2 separate regions of the Sus scrofa genome follow, and region 1 is linked to region 2. Evidence: chromatin contacts called from public Hi-C data. All regions are on one chromosome and are shown on one strand. The core of a region is the stretch at or near the end of the contact, and the rest is flanking DNA. Distances in the headings are between cores, read along the strand shown. Region 1 overlaps SARDH (sarcosine dehydrogenase). Region 2 holds the start of ADAMTS13 (A disintegrin and metalloproteinase with thrombospondin motifs 13).

The links. A called contact is a pair of places that touch in the nucleus more often than the background predicts.
Region 1: a contact with region 2 is called in a Hi-C map of mesenteric adipose tissue, with 2.0 times the contacts expected there. The contact joins the enhancer-like site here to the promoter of ADAMTS13 in region 2. A contact is called at or near these places in 10 of 47 Hi-C or Micro-C datasets (embryonic fibroblasts, fetal heart ventricle, fetal skeletal muscle and 7 more).

Annotation. Positions count from the first base shown.
Region 1 is chr1:273,275,119-273,280,049 of Sscrofa11.1, reverse strand. SARDH (sarcosine dehydrogenase) reads left to right here. Exons shown (of 21, transcript NM_001253922.1): 8 at 378-507; 9 at 3,568-3,654; 10 at 3,950-4,040. Among named protein-coding and RNA genes, the nearest start is that of SARDH, 17 kb to the left of the region's middle. Within about 2 kb of position 1,964, at least 4 of the 83 cell types and tissues checked have an H3K27ac peak or open chromatin away from gene starts, as enhancers often do. A contact at or near this core is called in mesenteric adipose tissue, where this site is marked.
Region 2 is chr1:273,021,112-273,026,199 of Sscrofa11.1, reverse strand. ADAMTS13 (A disintegrin and metalloproteinase with thrombospondin motifs 13) reads right to left here and starts at 3,245. Exons shown (of 33, transcript XR_002338121.1): 1 at 1,875-3,245; 2 at 1,482-1,548. REXO4 (RNA exonuclease 4) reads left to right here and starts at 4,247. Exons shown (of 8, transcript XM_003353698.4): 1 at 4,247-4,645. The coding sequence starts at 4,421.

The DNA of each region.
Region 1 (4,931 bases), core at 715-3,214, 260 kb before region 2:
TTCCAAGGAACTGAAGGAAGCTTCGTGTGGCCTTGGGCCAGTGGTGCACGCGGGCCGGGCCAGCGCGTGTAGGATTCTGCCGGCCGTGGAGGGTCACGGAGGCTGGAGAACAAGCAAGGGCATGAGCTGACCTAGGGGAACGGGTTGAAGGAGGGTGGGAAGCGGGCTGACCCGAGAGGGGCCTTTGCAAGAATCAAGGGAAGAGCAGGTGGGCTTGGGTCCGGGAGGGAACGGGGAGCAGACTGCCCCCCCCCCCAGGGTGGGGAGGGGAGACCAGCCCAGCCCTGTCCCCCACCTAACCTCGGAGGCTGGCCAGACAGGGGTGGCCACTCCCACGGGGTGGCTGTCACAGGGCAGGTCCCTGCCCACCTCCCCAGGTGTCAGACAAGTTTGCCTTTGGCCTCTTCGACCTGGACTGGGACGTGTTCGGCCAGCACATCGAAGGCGCCATCCACCGGGTCCCGGTGCTGGAGAAGACAGGGATTAAGTCCACGGTCTGCGGCCCAGGTGAGGGGGGAGGCGAGCCCGCCCCTGGACGGCCGTGCCTCCGCCCGGGGCCTTCGGGGCGGCCCTTCCTCCTCCCAGCAGGCCAAGGGCCTGAGCTCCACTTGGGCAGAGCTTTGCCCACGGGCACCGGCCAGGCCTCTCCCCACACCCCAGTGTGAGCCCCTCCTGATGTCCCCTCCCGGCCTCAGTCCCCCGTTATTGTCCCTGGCACTTGGTGTGGCCGTCTGTAAGATGGGATGAGCCCCCCGCCTCCCCGCCAGGTCCCTGTGAGGCTGAGCGAGGAGAGGAGGCCAAGCCCCATCCTGGGGCCATGCTCACAGGGCTTCCGACCCCAGTTCCGGATGGGCCTCCCCCCTCTGCTCTCCGGCCTCGGCAGCCAGGCCGACAGGGTCTCACACCCACACAGTGTGGACAGGCCTAAGCCGCCCCCCGCACCCCGGGCAAGCAGAGCTGAAGGAGGCTGGAGCGGAAGGCCATGAACAAAGCGGCCTGGCTGGCCATGCACTGCCCCTGCCCCTGCCCCTGCCCCGCAGGCCAGTGCTCAGGTGGTTGGAGCACCAGCAGGGGAAGGCTCGGACCCCAGAGCTGAAGCATCCGCTAAGGCCTCTAGTTTATTCTCGCGAGGCCCGCTGGCCAGGCTAGACTCCGTCCCCACGCAAGTTGCTCACAGCTCAGGGAGAGGTGACTGCTCCAAGAATCCACCCTGGGACAGAGCCATCGTGGGCTTTGCCCAGGGCACTAAGGGATCCTGGTGGGCAGTGAGGAGCCAGCAGTCTGAGCTGGGTCTCAAGGGCTGTGTGCAGACGAAGAAGATTCCAGAATAAGACTGCAAGCCCAGGGGCAACATAAGGGGGCTTTGGTGTGAAGGAGCTCATACCACGTCCACTCAGCTCCCGAATGCCAAGCACCTGCCCTGCGCCCGGCCTGCGAGGAGCAGGGCGCCTGTTGGGGGCCGGGCAGAGCTCATGCGGCGGGAACCCACGGGGGGGGGGGGCAAAGCCTCTCCCACTGTCCGAGGCGGGGTGAGGGGCAGGCCAGGCCAGGGGAGGGGAGGCCCCGACACCCAGTCTGTGGCCTGCCGGGGTGTCCAGCCCCCTCCTTCCCGGTGCACTTGGCGTCTACACAGCTGCCCGCCCCTGCTGCTTTCATCTGTTCGGTTCGTGAAGGAGCCTTTGGTGAGAAGGGAGCTTTCCTGGGGGAAGCAGATGGAGCTCCCCGACAGCCACAGGGGACTTGGGGGGCCAGGCTGCGGGCTTGGGCCGATGACTAGAGGCCCCAGCAGCTTCCCGGGGCTGGCGTGGGACTGAGAGTGAGAAACCCAGGCCTGCAGAAATCCCGGGAGTGCCAATAACCCGGGAGCAAACTCGTCTTAATTAGACGGAGGGCCATGGCCCGTGACGCCCACTGGGGCAGCTTGGGCCTGGTTTCCCGGCTGTAGGGGACGTCAGGACTTCTCACCAGGGAGGACGAGCCGGTCAATGGCCCTCGGCCTCCAGGACAGGACAGGGCAGTCCCAGGCCCCCTTGACTGCAGGGAAGCTGGGGGCAGGCGGACCTCGGACCTCTCGTTCTGAGGTCGGTCAGTCAGAGCCCAGGTGGGGGCCCCCCCTTCGGTGCTGCATCCTCTTGAGTCATTTGTTAAAAATCCAACCACCCTCGCCCCCCAAACCCCCCTCCTGCCAGCGTGCTCCTCAAATTCCTGGGGTGGGGGGGCCTGTTCAGAACTTCCTGGAAACAAGTCCATCTCGCCCCAAGCCCCAAGGGCTCACTGGGCCATCCCCGAACAAAACCACAGCCTCCCCTGCTTTCCGCTGGCTCTCACCTCCCCCAAGCCGCGGCCACAGCCTCTCACCCCATCTGGGCCCTCTTGGCCTCCCCCAGCCCCTCGCAGAGCCAACTCCCTCCCCTCCGGGAAGCTCCTGCCACTTTCTCAGGGGGCTCCCTCCCCTCCTGGGGCCTCCGAGGCCCTGCCCCTGGGCCCTGCCCTCCTCTCCCACCCCTCCCCACCCTCCCCTGCAGCCTCTCTGCCCTGGGGGGTCGAGGGAAGCCGAGATCTTTGGAACTTCCAGGGTCGTAGGGGCTGGCCGGCCTCCCTCAGCTCAGAGACACAAGAGCAGAGCCCGGGGTCGGCCCGTCTGCGCTTGTGACCTGCGTGCACAAGGCTAAGGACCCGGCTGGGGCGACTGAGACCCCGTGCAGCGCGGCCACCTCATCTGTGACCCGGGGGACTGATGGCGCCAGGGTGGCGGCCAGGAGCGGCCACCCTCCCGTCCCGCCAGAGCCCTTAGTCCATTGTGCTTTCTTCCCAGACACCTGTTTTTTGCTTATTGACACATGTGTCTGAGGCCCCCACCCTCCCGTCAGCCCCCCCAGGGTGGCACTGGTCTGGTTTGGAGCTGCCTCCCCGGCCGAGGGCTGGCCTCACGCAGGTGGGCTGCGCAGTTTGTAGACGGACCCACTCAGAGCCCTGCGTGGTGAGTCCCAGGCTCCCGACTTGACACATGCAAAACTAAGGCTCCTCTGAGCCCAGGTCAAGCCGGGTTTGAACCGCGACCATGGCTACAAAGGCCAGCTCTTCATAATTGTGCCCGAGGGGCCCTCTCCCTCCCCACCCTGGCCTCGGCCTGGGGCAGGCTGGCCGCAGATGGGAGCGGAAGGCTTGGTCCCCTCTCCCAAAGAATCGAACAGTCCTTCATGCACTGGCGAACATGCATCAAGCGCCTAGAGGGCAAGAATGCCCGGCAGGGACACAGCCGGAAGATGGTGATGGGGGCTCACCAGCAAGAGAATGGCCAAGATCACAAGACAGTGGCGGCCCCGCCAGGCAGAACCCAGTTCAGGTCGAAAGTTCTGGCAGTAGGGGCAGAAGAGCTGGGGAACATGGCAGGAGCAATCAGGGAGGCTCCCTGGAGGAAGCGGCATGGAGCTGGGTCTTGAGGAGGGCGGGGGTCTGGAGGAAGGAGGCCCTTGCCCACCCTGGCCTCCGTGACTGCCCTCCTGGGAGACCCCACCCAGGAGCCTGTGGCTGGAAGGGAGCTTGAGGGCTCTCTCTCCCTTTCAGAGTCATTCACGCCGGACCACAAACCCCTGATGGGGGAGGCGCCCGAGCTCCGCGGGTTCTTCCTGGGCTGTGGGTTCAACAGCGCAGGTGAGTGGGCAGCCTCACCTCCCCCCCCCCGGCCCCCAACATCCCCCTGAGAGAGGGCGGGTTGGCCTCTCCCCTGGGGTGGGGGGCTGGGTCTAGGGGCACCGGAGCCCCTGACAGGGGTGGAGACGGGCCAGGCCTGCAAGAGGGGGTGAGGTCCCGGCGTGGGGGGCACGTGGACCCCAGCATGACACGCAGGGCTGAGGGGCTGATGCTGCCCCTGGGGTTGGGAAGGGCTGGAACTGGGGTGCGGGGCCCTGGGGGGTGGTTCGCAGACCCGTGGCTCCGCTCCTGCCAGGCATGATGCTGGGCGGTGGCTGTGGGCAGGAGCTGGCCCACTGGATCGTCCACGGGCGCCCAGAGAAGGACATGCACGGCTACGACATCAGGCGAGTGTGTGCTGGGCCCGGGGCCAGGGGGCTGCCCTAGGATGGGGTAGGCGGGGTCAACAAGGAGGGCTCTTTGGAAAGTGCCTTCCCTGAAAGCCAGAGGGCTTCTTGGAAGAGGCGGCAGTAAGGAAGGACAGGGAGAAAGGCTGCCGGTGGGGGTGGGTGGTGCTTGGGGCGGGGGGGCTCTGGGTTTGATGGATCCACAGCCTTACAGTGTCCAGGATCTCCTGTCCCACGGTCCTGCCAGATCCTCCTGACCGCTCTGGGATCAGCAGCGGGACCTCATGATCCCACTTTGCAGATGGGGACACTGAGGGCAGGGAGTGGGAGGGACCGCAAGGCTGCCCAGGGGGTGGGGCCGAGCTGGGATGGTCCCAACTAGGACATGTGCGTGTCGGGGGGGCAGGCAGCATCCTTCACTCACCAGGAGCTGGAGTGAATCCGACCCTGGCCGAGCAGCCTTTGTCCCTTTACCCCGGGGCGGGGGTGTGTGCTGTGAATGTCACCGGCAGCAGGGAGCAGGTCCGTGGAAGTAAATCACTTCTCAGAATCAGGTCTGTGCACGGAACCACTAAACAAACCCGAGCTGAGGCTTGGGGGGCAGGGGGTGCTGATATCAGAGCTGGGAGGTGTTCCGGTTGCCCACCGCCCTCTGTGTGTTGGGCCAGTGATACAGGCGCCCTCTGGCAGCGTCTGATCAGCAGGAATTGGCGGAGCTGGGGTCTGGTCCCTGGCGCAGTTCTGTGGCCCCAGCACTGCAGGTGGCGGTCAGGGTGGCAGCTCGGAGGGGCCTCTGTGGGTGTTCAGCTGGCTCTGCTGTGACGCCCTCCCTGCCCCCGAGGCAGGCAGTCTCCCTGTGAGACCCCAGCTGCTGGGCAGGGTGGGGTGGGG
Region 2 (5,088 bases), core at 1,996-4,495:
GGCCCACTTGGAGCTGGGCTCTCGGTGCCCGCAGATCCTCAGACACCCACGAACGGATGCAGGGTGGCCTTCTCGACTCCTTGGACAACCAGGCTCTCAGAGAGTGAGCGGTCCCCAGCTCTGGCATGTCACCCATGGGGCGACTGATATGACTGATGGCCCGGACAGCCACCTTGGGCGGGGCGGGGGGTGGGGGGACATTTCATCCTACCCCTCGGCCCGGGTCCCAGTGCTGACTAGGTGCTTCAGAGCAGCACAAGGCCCAGGAGGGAGCTATTGCGTGGCTTTATGTCCTTCTGGTCGCACCAAAGCCCCATCCAGCCCAGCCCCGGAGCCATCCTGCAGGCCCGTGGCAGGCAGTTCTCATCTTTGGGGCTTCAGGTTCCCACCCAGAGCGTGGGAACCATCAGTGACCCCCGACCTAGGGCCAAGGCTCAAGCCACGGGACTGTGAATGAGCTTGCAAACTGTGCAGGGCCGCTCAGAGGCGGGAGGTCTACCTGCCCCCAAAGCAGACACGTTCCCCTTTGGGGAGAATCGGTGGGGAGGAGGCCTGGCCTAGAGCCCGGAGTCTGGGTTTAAGTCCACCTCCTCCCAGCTCGATGCTGGGGAACCCGACCAGAGCTCGGCACAGCAGCCTCGCCTTGCAACACCTGTTACACGGGGGAACGGCTTGAACCCCGACAGGTGAGGCAGGTGCAAGCCTCAGTGGAAAGCAGGCGCCCAGGGCCGACCCCGCCCTCCTCCCCCTCACCCCAAGGTGGCCCCCAGAGCCTTGGGGACCCCAGGCTGTGGTCTCCTAGCGCTTCGGGGACCTGGAAGATGAGATAGACACGTTCCCAGCCCCCAGACCCCACGATCAGCCACCGGCCTCCAGCACTGCCCGCCCCATTACGGCCCCTGGCATCAGTCAGTGTGTATCTGACACGGACCACAAAGAAACCAGCCACCAGTGGGACATCCCCGATTTTCTCGACCCTGACCACTAGCCCGCCCTGCTCCCGTCCCCACCAGCCTTTGGATCAAGTTCACCAATGGCCCTGCTGGGAAAGGGGGCTGGCGCCACGGAAGAGTCCACAGACATGGCCCACGAGTGACAGGAAAAGGCTTTGGCTGGAGCTGGACCCGAGCGCCCATCTCGTCGCTCACAGAAGAGATAAATATTTACAGCCCCGGCCAGAAACCGCAAGAGTTCCTGAAAATCAGTCAGCCCAAAGGAGGCCCAGCTAATTAGTGACTGTTCCTTGGAGATACTGAGCAGAACCCCGGGGTCAGAGCCCCAGCTCAGCCCAGAACACCCAGACCAAGTCTTATCGACTTGGCAAGAAGTAATGGAATTCATTAGCGGGGCAACGACGACGCCAGCGACGGCTCTGACCTCCTCCCAACAGAGCCACCCAGGAGCCAAGCCCCCTGACCCAGTGGTGAGATGCCCCAGGCGCTGAGACACTCCCTTTGCAAGGACGATGCCAGGACAGGTACCTTCCAAGGCGGCAGCAGGGCCAAGGTAAGCAGTCACTTCCTCCGGCTCCAAAGCCTGAAGAAATAGCTGGAAGCCAGAGCAGATGAGCAGGGGAGGTGAGGGAGAGGGGGAGGTGGGAGAGGGACAAGGCCAGGAGGGGGCAGAGGGGAGTGGGGAGAGATGCGCCCCAGGATGCGAAGGCAGGCCGGCCACTCGCGTCTTTGTCCGCGTAGACCACAGACGGTGTCTGCTCTTTGCCGGCCCAGGGGACGGCGCTAGGCCAACCCCCTGTCCAGTGAGCCCACTCAGTCCCCTGAAGTCCAAGTTCAGCTTTGCTCCCCTTCCACCCAAGGGTTGTTGGGCAGCCCCCTCCTCTCCCAGGGGCCTGGCACCGCATCCGTGGATCCACCCACCTGCGGGAAACGGGAGAGCCCCCAGCAGCCCAGGAGGAAGAGAGACGTGAGGATTCCTCGCACGCATCGCCCCCGGAGGCGAAGGTCTCTCACCCTCATCCTCAGAAAGCCTGCTGGCCCGGCGGGGGGCGGGAGAGCCTGGCGGCTGAGATCTGGTCGGCGGCAGGAGTGTGACAGACCCGCTGCGCTGGACGGTTAGGCAGTGTTTATTCGCGGCACTTCCTCCCAGGGCAGGGGCCACGGGGCTGGGCGGCCTGCAGGCTCCTCCTGCCGCAACCTGGCCTTGGCTCAGAGCTGCAGTCCTGCGCCTGGGAGCCCGGAGCGGGGGAGGGGATTCATCACCCATGTGGGAGTACCCTGGCTCAGTCTGAGGCACCGCCCCGCCTGCTCTCTGGGAACCCTGCTCCCCAGGATCTGTGTCTCCAGTCTCCTGTCCTCACTCCCTCCCGCTCCGCGATTGCCTGGTCTGTGCCAGTCACAGAACCCGGCTGGGGGCATCCACTGCGCTCAGCATCACAGGCCACCCGAGGTCCGCTCCACTTGTAAGATTCATACAACTCTCTCCCACCTTCGGGGTGCCTCTCCCATCTTAGTGGATGGCTAATGGGGTGGGGGTGGGGGTGGGGGTGAGAATCGGCCTTGGTCCCTGCCTGCCTCAGCCCCCTCCTCAGGCTGGGTACCAGGGAAGACGCACCTGCCCATCCACCTGGGCCGGCCCACTTTGCAGCCTCAGGGTCAGTAGGTGTGAGGCACTCCCTGCCCCGCCCTTTACCTCCCGCAGGCATTCCACCCCAACTAAAGGCGTGCCTTCCCAACTCCATCCCTGGAACCGCTTCCCACAGACCCAAACCGACACGTGGCCCCAATCCAGGCTGCTCCTCGCTGGCCTGGGCAACTGGAATGGGCTCCCAACAGGGCTGCCTGCTCTCCCTCTCTCCCACCCCCCCATCCCATTTCATCACTCCCCCTCTTCAAAACAATCCATAGCTCCCCTTTCTCCTTAGAAGAAAAGGTCCAAACTCCATCCTGAGCCTCAGAGGCCCTATAATCCAAGGTTTGGCCCCTGTCCGGCCCTCTGCCTGCCTCCCCATCCCTCCCCCCTGTGCCCAAAGACCTGTAGCCCCACCAGCCTGCCTTTCATGCCTCAAATACATCCAATGCTTTGCTGTTCCCTCTGGCCGCTGGTCTGCTCAATCGAGTTTCAGCTCAAATGGCACCTCCTTCTAGGCACCATCTAAGTGCCCCACCCATTCCAGGGAGAGAAGGTACCACATTTAGAAGACAAAAATCAGGACAGTAGTGAAATTTGAATTTCAGATAAACAATGGATTTTTTTTTTTTTTCCTTTTTAGAGCCGCACCTGCAGCATGTGGAAGTTCCCAGGCTATGGGTCCAATTGGAGCTACAGCTGCCAGCCTCCACCACAGCCACAGCAACAGGAGATTCGAGCTGCATCTGTGACCTACACCACAGCTCACGGCAGCGCTGGATCCTTATCCCACAGAGCAAGGCCAGGGATCAAACCCATATCCTCAGGTACACTAGCGGATTCGTTTCCTCTGTGCCACAACAGGAACTCTCCGGATTTTGTGTGTGTGTGTGTGTGTGTGTTAAGTATGCCCCCAATACTGCAGCTATTATATGAAACATATTTATAAAAAGTAGACTTTATCTGAAATTCCTGTTTTTCTGGGCATCTTGCATCTTGTTTGGGGGCCTCATAACCCAGCACCTCATTTTATCATCTTGATTGTAGTTACTGCTCTCCAAGATTGTTGACTTAGTACCTGTATTTCCCCAGAGGCTCCCAGGCACATACAGAGACCGGAACCGAAGCTTCGGGGTGCAGAGGTCTAATGTAGGTTATTTACGAGGTACAGTCAGGGCCAGGCAGGTGTGCTCGTGAGTTAAAATAACAGAGAACGCTAAATGCAATGCTTCGTTTTTGTTATGGGAAATGGCAGCCCTATGGCTTTGGTAAAGCAGGCTGGGCGACCTGGGGACCCCCTTTCATCCCTGAGCCTCCGTCTCCCGTCGCAAAGCCGGGGGAGTCTGGGCTCCGCCTCCGGCGCTCCAGGCCCGGCCGCCCAGCGCCCCCTGGCGGCCGCCTGCGCCAGTGCTGCGCCGGCCCAGCAGCGGCGCTACAACGACGGCGGCCCCCTCGGTCCCTTCCGGCGCTCGCGTTTCTCTGCCCCGCGTGGGCTCTCGGTGCGTTCCCGCGCTTACCCCAACCTGATCCCGGGCCGCCGACCGGGCTGGCGGCCGTTTTCCTCTGGGGGACCGAGAGCTCCGCCCCGCTCCCGGCCGCGCGGAACCAGCGGCGAGGGCCGGGTTTCCAGCCGGCCTCGGAGAGACGAGCGCTTCCGGGGACCGGGACGCACGTGCGGAGACGCGCGCGGGGCGGCTTCCGGGGTCTGGAGCGCTGGTGTTTTTTCCCCGGGCCGGCGAGTTAGGGGCGGCGGGGCCCGTGCTCGGCGGGCAGAGCCCGGCTCCGGGGCCGCGGCGGCGCCGCCGTGGATGGGCGCGGGGGCCGGGTCGGTGCCGCGATGGCGAAGGCGAGGATGCTGGCCCCCGAGCGCGCCCCGGGCGACCCGGCGCCTGAGCCCGGGCTCGTCAAGAAGCCGAGTCGGAAGAAAAACAGAAAGAAAAGGTTCTGGAAGAACAAAGCCCGAGAAGCGAGCACGAAGCCGGGGAACGACCCCAGAGGGGTCGCGGTGCGGCCTCCAAAGGCACCAGAGGACTTTTCCCAAAACTGGAAGGTTCTGCGGGAGGTAAGGGCAGGGCCTCCCCGAGTGGAGAGAAGGAGAAGGGCTTGCGGGGCCCCGGGAGCTGCGGAGGCAGGCCGGAGGGAGCGCTGTGTCGGTGCTCGGAGTCTTTCACAGGCGGTGGCGAGCTCGGGGCGAGAGCAGAGCGGGAACCTGGGCCGGAGGATTCTAGCAACACTCCGGGTCTTTAATAGATGACAGCTGCCTCCAGGTGCTGAGCTCTTAAAACGTGCAGTCGCTGCTGGGTGATCCACGTGTGTTCTTATTTCACCAGGCGCAGGGACACGGTGAGGTAGAGGCCTTGGTCGTTCCTCTCCATCTTACAGATGAGAGAGCCAGAAACGTTAAGTAAATTGTCCAGGACTGCAGCTGGGCCAGTGGAGCCAGGAGTCAGATGCCCAAGTCCCTGTTCTGAATGTCACGTGGTACTTGCTGCCTTTCTCCGCATC